2 separate regions of the Mus musculus genome follow, and region 1 is linked to region 2. A link is a contact called in public promoter capture Hi-C data. All regions are on one chromosome and are shown on one strand. Each heading gives the region's core, a stretch centred on a gene start, on an enhancer-like site or on the middle of the called end of the contact. The rest is flanking DNA. Distances are from core to core; before and after follow the strand shown. Region 1 overlaps Tns1 (tensin 1). Region 2 overlaps Tns1 (tensin 1).

Evidence for each region. Capture Hi-C pulls out chosen DNA fragments and counts their contacts.
Region 1: a promoter capture Hi-C map of liver shows a contact between it and region 2. The contact joins two enhancer-like sites. A contact is called at or near these places in 1 of 484 Hi-C or Micro-C datasets (uterus), 5 of 115 datasets of contacts at active chromatin or transcription factors (double positive thymocytes, embryonic stem cells, pancreatic cancer cells and 1 more) and 4 of 9 other capture datasets (adipose tissue, embryonic stem cells, liver and 1 more).

What each region holds. Positions count from the first base shown.
Region 1 is chr1:74,055,603-74,061,587 of GRCm38.p6, forward strand. The region is part of intron 3 of Tns1 (tensin 1); the gene reads right to left. Among named protein-coding and RNA genes, the nearest start is that of Gm39664, 28 kb to the left of the region's middle. Within about 2 kb of position 4,164, at least 9 of the 459 cell types and tissues checked have an H3K27ac peak or open chromatin away from gene starts, as enhancers often do. A contact at or near this core is called in liver, where this site is marked.
Region 2 is chr1:73,928,139-73,934,126 of GRCm38.p6, forward strand. The region is part of intron 22 of Tns1 (tensin 1); the gene reads right to left. Among named protein-coding and RNA genes, the nearest start is that of 6030407O03Rik, 67 kb to the left of the region's middle. Within about 2 kb of position 4,698, at least 61 of the 459 cell types and tissues checked have an H3K27ac peak or open chromatin away from gene starts, as enhancers often do. A contact at or near this core is called in liver, where this site is marked.

The sequences.
Region 1 (5,985 bases), core at 2,914-5,413, 130 kb after region 2:
CAGGGAGCTCTGTCCAGTCAGAAGGGCAGCTGGCTCTCCCACTAGTTCACACCCCAGAAGGTCCCTCTGGTTCTCTAGGTCACATCCACCACCACCTCAGCGTCTTCCTCAAGTTACACTTACATATCCACACAGTCACCTGCCACATGACCACAATTCCTGCCGGGGATCCGTGGTAAACCACCTCGGTCTCTCTGCTTGGTCTCTCTGGTCCCAAGCTGATCAGACCAGAAAGAGGAACTGACAGACTACTTCAGCCCTCATGGGAAAGAAGGGCAGTATAGCTGTGTCCCCAGAAAGAAAGACAGTTATTCCAACTTGGGGTTGTCCCTTCCCAAAGCTGGAAGCAGCTGAAAATCTACCCTGTGAGGGGACACTGTCACTCCCCTTCAAACATGGCCATGAAAATCCCGCTGACTCCACACATGCCAATTATCAGCAGGATTTCTCACATTCTAGGGATGAAAGGAAGGACTGGCTATGCCCAGATCCCATCTAGAAGCCTAGGCACACTAGACCTGAATTCCTTATTTCTTTCCCAATTTGGCCCTGTACCCTGATCCCTTCCACTCTTGGTGACACAAAACAGCTCGGTTTCCTTAGAGCAAGGTGAGTATGTACAATGGTGAGTTCTACACCACCATGGCAGGCTGTTCCCAGGGAGTGAATCAAACACAATCTGGGCAGTACTGTGATGCACGTTATAGATATGAGTGGAACCTACAACCAGATACCTCGTAAGATGCAAAAGATGCATGTGTCTTTGCAATCGCGTGGCTGGCTCTCCTCTAGTCTGTTGAAGGATTCAGGCGTAAACACTAAGATGTTCTGGGAATAAAAGCTCTGCCTCCTGAACAGAGCGCAGCAGCCTTGTCTGAGTTGGCAGCCCATTGGCTGGCCTCACATGCCCCGCGCTTGCCAGCCTGCAGTCCTGGGAAGTCTGTACCTAATAAGCTCCTCAACAGACAGGGCACATTCGGCTTTCTTGGGTGTTCTGACTCCATAAACAGGCAAGCACTGAGGATCACACCCGCTCAGCGAGGCTCCCATACCACAGGGAAAGCATGCAACCCCAGATTACAGCCCACAGGGTGAAGGCCTTATGGTCAAATAAGATGACCATGTTGAGAAACAGCCAGGGAATAAGCAGCAGCTCTGTACAAGTAACAGGCATGCAATTCACAATCGAGCCATACCGAGGCGCATCTTCCGAGTAACTGGCCAGCCCTCCTCTGACACAGCTGAAGCCATGAACAACAATACAGATGGAAGAGCTTTGCCAGGCTAGGGGATCGAGGAGACATGAAGCCTGTTGCATTGTGGAGTCTCTGTCTGGATTCCAGGGCAGCCATGGGAACGCTGGCTGAACCCTACTCAGGTCTGTCTGGTAGCATCTAGTAGTATCTAGTATTCTCTGATAGTATCAGATCAGTGCAGCCTCTGTTTTGACGTCCGTGGTCCAGTTGGGTACGACTTTAACATGGCATAGTGAAAGTCATAGGGAAATTCTGAAACCCTTTCACATTTTTTTTTTTTGTAAATCTGAAATCCCCTGAAAAATTAAAGTTAAAAAAAAAAAGTAGGTAGGGAGCGGGGCCTAGAAATATGGCTCAGTCAGCAAGTACAAGGGCCTCATTTCAATCTCCAAAGCCCACATAAAAGTGTCCAGGTGAGGTCCAGGCCAGTGAGTTATCCTGTCTGAAGGAGAGTGTTCCTGAGGGTGACATCTGAGGTTGTCCTGTGGTCACTACATACGCATGCACACACACACAGTTTTCTAAAAACATGGACCCAGACTAGGGTTACAATAACCAGAGGACAAGGATCAAGTCTGTAGAGGGAAAGAACTCCATCTAAGAAGCACCCCACAAAGCCCTAAGGCACCCCAAAGGAGAGGTCAGACATATATGCTACCCAGGGAGCATAGCAAACACAGCTGGCCTGAGGATTTAAGTAACACAGGTATTTCTGAGCTGGGATCCTCAGACAGGCCAAATCAGCATCCCGTGAATAGCCACCATAGTTACACATCACTGGCTACAGCACACCACGCATTGCAGAACACACTCTGCACCTCGCTGACTTCATCCACACCAAGATCCTTGCCAGCAGACAGGTTCATCACTGAGAACCAAATGACTGCAGAAATGGCCCAAGGCCACTTCTTTGTCAATGGAGGCAGGAAATAAACCAGCATTGACTCTAACCCCCCAGATCGGCAAACAAGAGACCAATTGCGGTCAATCCAGCCTTCCTCTTAAAGACACAGCTGCTAAGAGCTCACCACCTTATAAGACCCAGTGCCATCATTCCTGGGAAGACAAGGAGTCTTAGGCAGAAAATGAGGACAGTCTGCAGCCTCTGCCTCAGACTCCGCTTTCAGCAGAGTGATGTCAAGAGTCACCGGCATTTACCTACTCTTCTAAGCATCTCTATGTGTATCAATTCATTTGAGTCTCACCGTAACACATGAGGGAAGACAGATTGAGAATTCAAATCACAAACAGGCCCCAAATCCCAGCTAGTAAAGCCAAGACTTGAGGTCAGATCAGAGTCTACAAAAGCCCCCTCAATCCTAAATTCAAATCTGGGGACCTCATGCTAATCTCACTGGCCATGAGAACACAGTTAACTTCCCTGCCCACTTCCTTGGCCTCCCCAGTGGGCACATCCACGTCCATTACCCAGAAGTCCTGAGGGTTGGGTTCTGTGGATCCCATGGGCTCAAGGACACAGGATCTCTGTAACTGTGCCTGGTGGCAGAACCCAATCCCTGTGAGTTTTCATGGACAGGAAGAGGCTTTTGGCTGCCCCTCCCATCATTCATGACCCAGGAGTGACCTGCCCCCTGCTGTGCTCCACAGAACCTGGCTAGAACCCAGCCACCTCTGGGCACCCTCGCTTGGGTGCTCGGGCCAGGGCCAGTGGGGACAGGCCAGGGTGTTAATCTGTGACTCGCTCTGTGCCCAAGTAATACACACCCCTCTCCTCCTAATGGCCCCCCACGGACATCCACCCACCTGCTCACTGCTGGGGACAGCTAGCCAAGTCATACATCAGCCAGACATCAGCACCCCCTGAGAGTTCTCAGCAGGGTGGAACTAAAAGGAAGACCAACCAGGAAGGAAGGCTGGCCGGTCAGCAGGTGGCTGCAGCAGGTATGTAGGGTGTCATTCTGTAGAGCTACCCTCAATTGACACTGTGGATCTCCTGGGGCTTTGAACCCTGATGTTATTATTGAGACACTTTGTACCTCATAATCCTAGGATGTCAGAATATTAGATAAAGAGTCATTGAATGAGCAAGGGTCTATATCATATACCAGGACTGTGCCTGCAAGTTGCCTAATCCTTACACCAGCCTAGCACGGTCAGCATGGCAGCAAGATCAACATCACCACGTTCCACGTGTACACTGATAAGGACTAAAGCTGGAGCCTTGCAAGTCCTAAGTAAGCACCCACGTTCACACTAAGGTACACCCCACCTCTTCTCTTTCCTTTTTCTTTATAAGTCTAATAAGGTGACCTTGAACTCATCCTGTAGCCAAGGCTGGCTTGAACTCTCAGTATCCTGCCTTAGCTTCCTGACTAGCTGTGGTTATGTGATCACAGGCCTGAACTACCAGGCCTGGCTCTGTGCATGCGTGCGTGTGCTCATGTAAATGAAAGAGTTCGGACCCATCAGTGTCTAAAGCCAGGAGCCCCAACCTCACCTACCACCTCTCTTGCTATTGTGTTTGGGGATGGGGGGGGAAATAGGTCAGTGATTTAACACCAAACCTTGGCCTCTAGGCAAAGCCTGCCTAGAGCCCCCTGGGCCTCAGGTTATATCTCAGGGCACAGAGCACCAACTGCTTCTCTCAGCTCCAGTGGTGCCCCATCAGGCAGGGCACTATGAGTGCCAGCTGCCTACTTACCATGCCCAGGGAATGGAGGCCCACCAAAAACCTCCGGAGACTGGTGTGGAGTGGGCTCTAAGTACGCTTCTGCCCTCTACCTCCCGCTACACACCTCAACCTTCCCTACACCCCACTGTGGGGCTGTGCTGACCTGTGCTCCCCCAGAAAATTTCCTGTGGCTTGCGCCTCCCATGATTCTCCTCCTCCCTCTTCTTGCCTCCAGTCCTCCATCTCCCATCTCCCTCTGCTCTGTGTCCTCCCTCCCACCCTCTCTGACTTTTGAACTACCATGTGATGTTTACACAGTCCAGAGTCAGAAATGCCTCCCCGCACTGAAAGAAATTAGTGCTTTGGGAATCACAATTAAGAAAAGTGAGAAGTCAGTTGGGGCTCAGTATGACTTTCTCCCCTAACCTTGCCCTTGTGGATGGGGAGGGTATGTTACATGTAATACACTCCAAGCCTATGTTACCTACACACACACACACACACACACACACACACACACACACACACACACGCACACATCTCTGTTTCCTCAGAAAGAACCTGAGAAAGCAGGCAGCAGTAGGAAAGAGAAAACAGAAACAACTTCTTGCAATTCCTTCAGATTACAGAGAGGCGGGGGCCTCTCAAGACCCCGCCTCACCTTGGACCCCTCCCGCAGGCAAAGCAGGTACCCAGTCACTGTGGGCAGTAGACAGTACTTCGGACCCCTCTCCCAGACAAGGTGGAAGGAGACTAGCCAGGGGCTGCTGAGGCTTACAAGAGGGGAGCACTGGACCATAACTTTTCCCTTAGTCGTGGAGTCTAGCCACCAGTGGTACAGACTGCACATGCAACAGAGAGGTCCCCTGTACAGTGAGAGCCGCTGAGCTCTGGAGCCAACACTAGGACCTGCACTGCATGCATCTTCCCTTCCTTTCAGCTGTGTGGCTGCTGCAGGGATTCCTTCCTCAACGCCCCCTCTGAGAGCCTAGCCACACACCTGCTTTATGTGTGTTGGTGCTTCCAGAACGGTAAGTCACTGTGCAAGGACACTCGATAAACGGCATCACAATGGAAAATCCTGTAAAGGTGACGGGGGGAGGGGAAGTGGTTCTTTTAAATAATGAAGGAAACTGATATATCTGCAGCCAGTGTGACCAGAGATTGGGGGAGGAGGAGGAAGAAGAAGGAGGGGAAAGGAAGGAAGGAAGGAAGGAAGGGAGGAAGGAAGGAAGGAAGGAAGGAAGGAAGGAAGGAAGGAAGGAAGGAGAGAGAGAAAGAGAGGGGGGAGGAAGGAAAAGAAAAGAAAAAAGGTGAAAATGACCAGAATCAGAAATGAAAAAAAAAAGACATTGTAAGTGACCCCACAAAAAATAAAAGATAAATAAATAAATAAAGGAACACTACAATGGAATAGACACATTTCTTAGAAACACACAAACTCCCAAATCTGACCCAAAAAGAAATAGAAAGACTGAATAGTCCCTTCAACATATCAATTGAATGAGCAATAAAAACTTTAGGTACAAAGAAAAATCCAGACCCAAAAGGCATAATACATGAATTCTACCAAACATCTAAAGAATAATCAATATCAATGGTCTGCAAACACTTCCAAAAAGATAAGAAAAGCCAGGTACAGTGGCACACATCTGTAACCCCAGTTACTTGGAAGACTGAGATGGTAGAGAGCGGATGGGTGGGTGGGTTGGTGGGTAGGTGAAATTCTCTTGAAGTCTGGGATAGCCTGGGCAACAAAACATTACAAAATCAAAACTATAAAAAGCAGCTACAGAATGCAGAGAAGATGTTTCACTCCGTTCTGAGGCCAGTTTCACCTTGTTACTCAAACTAGACAAAAATACTGTAAGAAAATTAAACAAGAGCCCAATCTCTCATAAATATAGATGCAAAATCCCCATCCAAACACTGAGGGATCTCATCCAATGACATATAAGAAGAGTTATATACCACTGCCAAATGAGATTCATCTCAGGGAGACAAGGCTGTTTCAGTATTTGAAAATCAGTACTTGAGATACTTATCAATAGGCTTCGAGAAGCAGAAGTTGCCTTCTTTGGTCACTTCTTCAGCTTA
Region 2 (5,988 bases), core at 3,448-5,947:
TAGATGTGGTAGGAGTCCACCCACCCTACCAGGGACTACAGCACACCCAGAGTCCAGCCTGAGAAAGAGACAGCATAGAAACCTTCCCCAGGACATTGGGGTGCTTTACTGAGGCTCCTGCTTGCCCTTACTCCCCAGCCTGAGGCGAGCTTTAAGGAGCTTTCAGAACTCTCTGCTCCCCTAGGCTCTGCCTCTGCAAAAGGCCACTAGCTCTCCCTCCAAGACTGTGCTTGTTCAAGGCTGGCCTCCCCTTTGCAGTCTTATTTCCGCCCAGCCCTAGCAGGGTCCCCAGATGCTCCTAGAGCAGCCCCAAAGCCATCACCTTCGCCCACATCTCAGGAAAGCACCCAGCTTGCTCGTTAAGCAATACCCAGTGCCAGCTACTGCACACTCACCAGCCCCTTCCTGCCAAGACACCCCACCCATGTGTGCATAACACACTCAACATTCCCCGGAAGACAGAGAACCCCGTGCCCGGGTGGAGCCAGACATACTGTGTCCACTGTGGTACAACCGACATGCCAAGCCCTGTACAGAAGGGTTTCATACACAGTATCCCCCACCTCGTGTTCATTAGTGACACAGAGGCCATTTGACAAATGATGAGACTGAGTCCTGAAGATGACCAGGCATGTTGGACCCAGGCTCCCATGGCCTCAGAGGCGAGCCCTATGCTAATTAGAACAAGGATCAGTGTTCTGGTCTTCTCCAGGGACGTTATCATATGAAGGAGGTGGATGTCATTGCCACCACCTAGGACCCTTGCCACCATCTTTGTTGCCTCAGAGAAACAAGATCTGAGCACAAATGCCTAGCTGCCACAACCACAAAATTCACCAAAGCCAGCCAGGGAAATGCTGCCAACCTGGGAGAGCCAGGCCCTGCAGCCCTTGAGGGCCAAGACCAGTGACCTAAGTAGGAGAGCCCCTTCCCAGGTTCCTCAGGACAGGTGGATGAAGGAACGTTGAGACACATAAATTAATAGCTTGCTCCCTCAACTGGAGGAAAACCTGGAAAGAGGGAGTTACCTGGGGTGTCGAGAACACACTCCATAGAGGCTCCCCACCATCCACACCCAAGCCCTGGTGATGCAGGAGCCGCCACCTGGGCACGCTGAACTGGAGGTCAGCTTGAGGGGAGAGCAGGCAGAGCCTCCCTCAGCAGCGCAGGCCTTCACCACACTTCACAGGCTACACAGGCCGATCTGACAGAGAAGGTTTGAACTTTGACCTCCCCAGGCCCCGGCACTAGGCAGGAGGAAATGCTGTGACGCACGCAGAACTGGTCAGATTCTCTGCAAACAGCTTAGGTGGGAAGGTCAGAGGGTCCCTGTCGCAATCACTCAAGCCAGTCGCCATGCATGACAGGGTCCGTGAACAACAGCCAAATGAATGGACACGGCTGTCTGCCACAGAATTCTCTTTAGGAAACAAGGTAGCAGGTGAATTGGTTGGTGGTCTGCTCTAGCTTGTCCCCTCAGCCCAGAGAAGGAGAGTAATTTGCTCAGGACACAAAACCAGCCTAGGGCTGTGCCTAGCACCATGTCTCCAACCTCACAATATAGGTTCTGGCTGGCCTAAGGGAACCCACAGTCTCACAGGGACACCAACACATGAGCCAGAGAAATGTCAGATCGACAGGATCACCCGTAGTGGCAAAAACAGCCAAGAGTCAGTCATGTGAGGTTTGTAAGGTATGGAGAGCGTAAGTACCCAGCCCGTATGGGGCAGAGGTGGCATAGGTACCCAGGCAAGACAGTCTTCCAGCCAGCTGTTACTCACAGGTCCTAAGACTACCCAAACTTGGGAAGCCAGTGGCCTGTTCCTCCCCACGCCTGCCACTCCATCTGAACATTCCCAGGCTCCCCTAGGTGCTCAGCCCAGCTCCATTTGCTTCCCCGTGACACACAGCCATCCTCTCACCCAGAGAGCCCTGTAACCCACAGCCTCCACTTGCCTGGCAAGGGCTCCGGCACTGGCCACAGCAGAGGACAAACCCAGAGTCACATGACCCTCCCTTCCAGCCCCACCCAGACATCACTTTGCCTAAGAAGTTAGACCCAATCCACGCACTCTGCTGTCTTTAAGCCTTGAAAAATCAGATTGAAACCTACATTGACCATCTTTCCTACCCCTCTCCCACTCCACCCTTATCTGCACCCCCGTGGCCATATTCTACCTGCTTCTCCCCAGGCCTCTTCCTCTATGACTCCAGATGGCTTTGGCCTTTGGCTGGATTGGTTGAGTCCTTACTGGCAGGGAGACTGGGAGGGAGAAGATGAGTTGTAGCCCATCCTCTATTTATCTCCAGCAGTACTGGCTCCTGGGTGGGCAGAGACAGCTCCCACCCTGCTAGGGAGCTCACCCTCTCTTGTTCATCTGCGCTTTTCAGTCACCTACTGGAACAAACCACGGGCTTCTGCCAAGATCTCAACCCACACATTAGGTAAGCACCGCACTCTACGCTAAATTCTCTTTTTTAAAAGCCCATATTCTGCCAACAGGAAGCTAAGAGAAAGCCCACAGTCGGAAGAGTCACGCCCAATCAACCAAGGTAGTGAATCTGTCCCTGCTGAGTGCCTACTGGGCTCTGCTTCCCTGTCAAGGGGGAATAAAAACACTCACCTGCCTAGGATGGAGGCATGTGAGAAGGAACATGTCCTTTGAGTTCTTGGTAATTCTGGTTGGTTTCACATTGGTCTTTGACCTCAACCTCCCTTGCACATTCCTTGCCTGGGGTAAGGTGGGGGATGGTGGTCAGGACTCCTCCTCCTCTTCCAGTCTCTTAGGGAACAGCTGACCCATAGGCCACCAAGCAGGGGAGGGCAGGAAAAGTGGAGCGTGGGGGGGGGGGGTACTTCATGGAGAACATTCCAGAGCCCAAACCCATTACAAGTGGTTGTTGACAGCTGGGAGCAGTGGAACACACTGGTGACTTACTCCTCAGCCAGGGACTATCTGCTGGTCACCTGCATTCCCAGGTACATCGCCCCACTCACTGGGAAAAATAAAAGCTTGTGCCAAAGTAAAAAAGGCCAGTACTGTCCACCCTGATAAAATGAAGGCATATAGGTGTGGGGAGAAGGCCTCCGTGGTATAACACTTGCCTAGCATGCACAAGGCCCAAGGATCAATCCAGCTCACAAAACATGCATGCATACATACATACATACATACATAAAATATTAAAGACATGGTGGTAGAGAAGGAAGTGAAGAGACCCCTTGACCACCAGATCTAGAGCTAGCATTAGTATTGGGGCGCTTGCACCCCCTCTACGGCCCCAAATACCTCTGCCTCATGGTGAGATTTCTGCCTTCACTGGGTACCTCACTCATCCTTAGATTCTCAGTCCCTAACACGTGGCTGGGTGCATGGTAGGTGCTGGACAACTCTGTACTAGGTCACCTGTTTTGATGCCTCTAAAACAGCATCACCAAGAATCTCGAAGACATCAGAGTTCCCAGAAACAATGTCTTCCTTTATGCCTAATCCGTCCTCGTGGAACCACGGGGACAAACAGAACCAGCACAGAAAGTCTTCCTAGATCCACCATGGCAAGGTGTCTTTCCCTCCTTCCCTCTCAGAAAAGAATCCTGTTCAGACATTCAAGTGACCCTTGTACCATGTGTACCCACCAGAAGGGGCAGCCCCCACATGCCGAAATGATACCGATTCTCAACTCTTCCCCTGATCCCTATGGGCCTGACAAGCCATAAAATCCCTCTTGTTAATAAAATGGAGTCTGTACTCCCTAACTCTCAGCTCTGTTATGAATAGTGTGACATTGACCTTGCAAGGCCTGTTTGACCTGACTCTAGGCCACGTGCACCAACACCGGGCACGGGTTCTGTGCACCAGTTTAATTGGCTTTTTTAAGTTTCTAGGGGGAAACAAACAAGCTGGGGACTAGGGAGATGGCTTCATGGGTGAAGAGCTTGCTGCTCAAGGTTTGAACCCCATCACCCACACAGAAGCTGGGAGCAGTGCCAAGTGCCTGCAGTCCCAGCACGAGGAAAGAAGGGAGCTGGAAACGGGGGTTCCTGAAGCTCAGTGGCCAGCCAGCTTAGCCAAAATGACAAGATCCAGGTTCAACAAGAGCCTTTGTCACAGGCAACAAAGTGGGATGTGATAGAGGAAGACACATCCCACATCAACCTCAGGCTTTTACACACATACACACATCTGAGCCCAGAGCTCATGTATGCCATTTCCCTCTTCTCCACTCCCTACCCAGGGTTCACCAGGCTAATGTCATCCCACATGCATGTCCACCCAACATGTTACTTCTTTAGTCTAAGGTTTCAGAGAGCTACGTCCCTTCCTTTCAAAATGTCCCATACACAATTTTTATTCCCTTAATGAAAATGGTCATGAAATTAAGCATAGCTTATCTCCCCAGAGCCTGGCCCGCTGCCTGCTGCATAGCCGGCACACAGAACAGCAATTGACTCTGTGATGCCTCAGTGAAGAAAAGAATGCACAAATATATTCAGTCCAGTGGCTTGAACAGAGCAAACACCCTTCACATTCTTCCTTCCCCAGCGGAGGAATTCTGCCACTGATCATTTTTCCTCACAGGCCTCTTTTTTCTGACTTTCCCATCAAAGTATCAGCAGGGACATCAAGCACAGCTTCCAAGGGTCAACCAAGAATGTGGCCTGGGCTGACCCGGGAGGCGGTGCCTGAGTTATGAAATGTGCAATTGGTAGCTCGGCTTTAATCCATGTCCTCACCACCCACTCCCAAGCTGGAAGCCCAGGCCACTGAGCCTGGCTGGAAATAGGGGTGCGCTTAGACGGGGCCCTTGACTAGGAAACAGGAGGCCCAGCAGTACAGTCTGGCCCTGTGGCCTCTTGGCTGTGACCTTGGGTGGGTCTCTCACCCCCACCACATCCCAGACCTTGGTTCCACATCCCTGAGAGGACAGGCGTGGCTGGGTGGATCTCAAGAAACCTTCCCATCAGAATTCCTCTGCTCTGATACAAGGGCAGCTGGAGGGTAGGGAACTCACAAGCTGAGAGGTATTTGTGAAGCATACTTAGGAGGTCTCTCTTCAGCTCTGTCAATCTTCACTCTACTGAATAGTTACGCAGAAGCAGAACAGAACTGCCAGGGTCCGTGTGCCCACGTGGTGACTTTCTCCCTGGAGTCTGACAGCCCACTCCTTTACTGAGTCAGCCACCCACATTCAGGACCTGAGCCTCTCTGTGCTGTCAGGCACTAAGGCTGTGGGAAGCAGTCTAGAGAACGCTCATCCCCTGCCTGCAAGTAGCCTTGACCCCCACTTCCCAGATCTGCAGCTGGGTCTGCAGTATACACAGACGTTTGTAGCTTCTACACAGGCAGGTTAGAAACCAGCAAAAGGAGCTGGAGAGATGGCTCAGCAGTTTACAGTACATGTTGCTCTTGTAGAGGACATGGGTTCAGTTCCCATCACACACACAGCGGCTCACAACCATCTGTAACTCCGATTCCAGAGAATTCTACACCTTCCTCTGACCTCCACAGCCACCAGGCACACAAGTGCATGCACTGTGGCAAAATATTCATACATATAAAATAGATAAATCTAAAACTTAAAAGATAGTTAATAACAACATGGAGAAATCAGTAAAACCTTTCAGGAAGCCACGACCATCCCACCTGGAATCAGTAGGACCACGCCCACGCTGGGGTGGAAATCAAGACATTCAGTGCAGAGGAAAGCGAGCCTAAGAAAACCAAACTAAAGCCGGGCGTGGTGGTGCACACCTTTAATCCCAGCACTCGGGAGGCAGAGGCAGACAGATTTCTGAGTTTGAGGCCAGCCTGGTCTACAGAGAGAGTTCCAGGACAGCCAGAGCTACACAGAGAAACCCTGTCTTGAAAAACCAAAAAAAGAAAAAGAAAAAGAAAACCAAACTAAGCCCCTATTGCACAGTGGTTCTCAACCTGTGGGTTGTGACCCCTTTGGGGGAGATGGGTAAATGACCCTTCCACAGGGGTC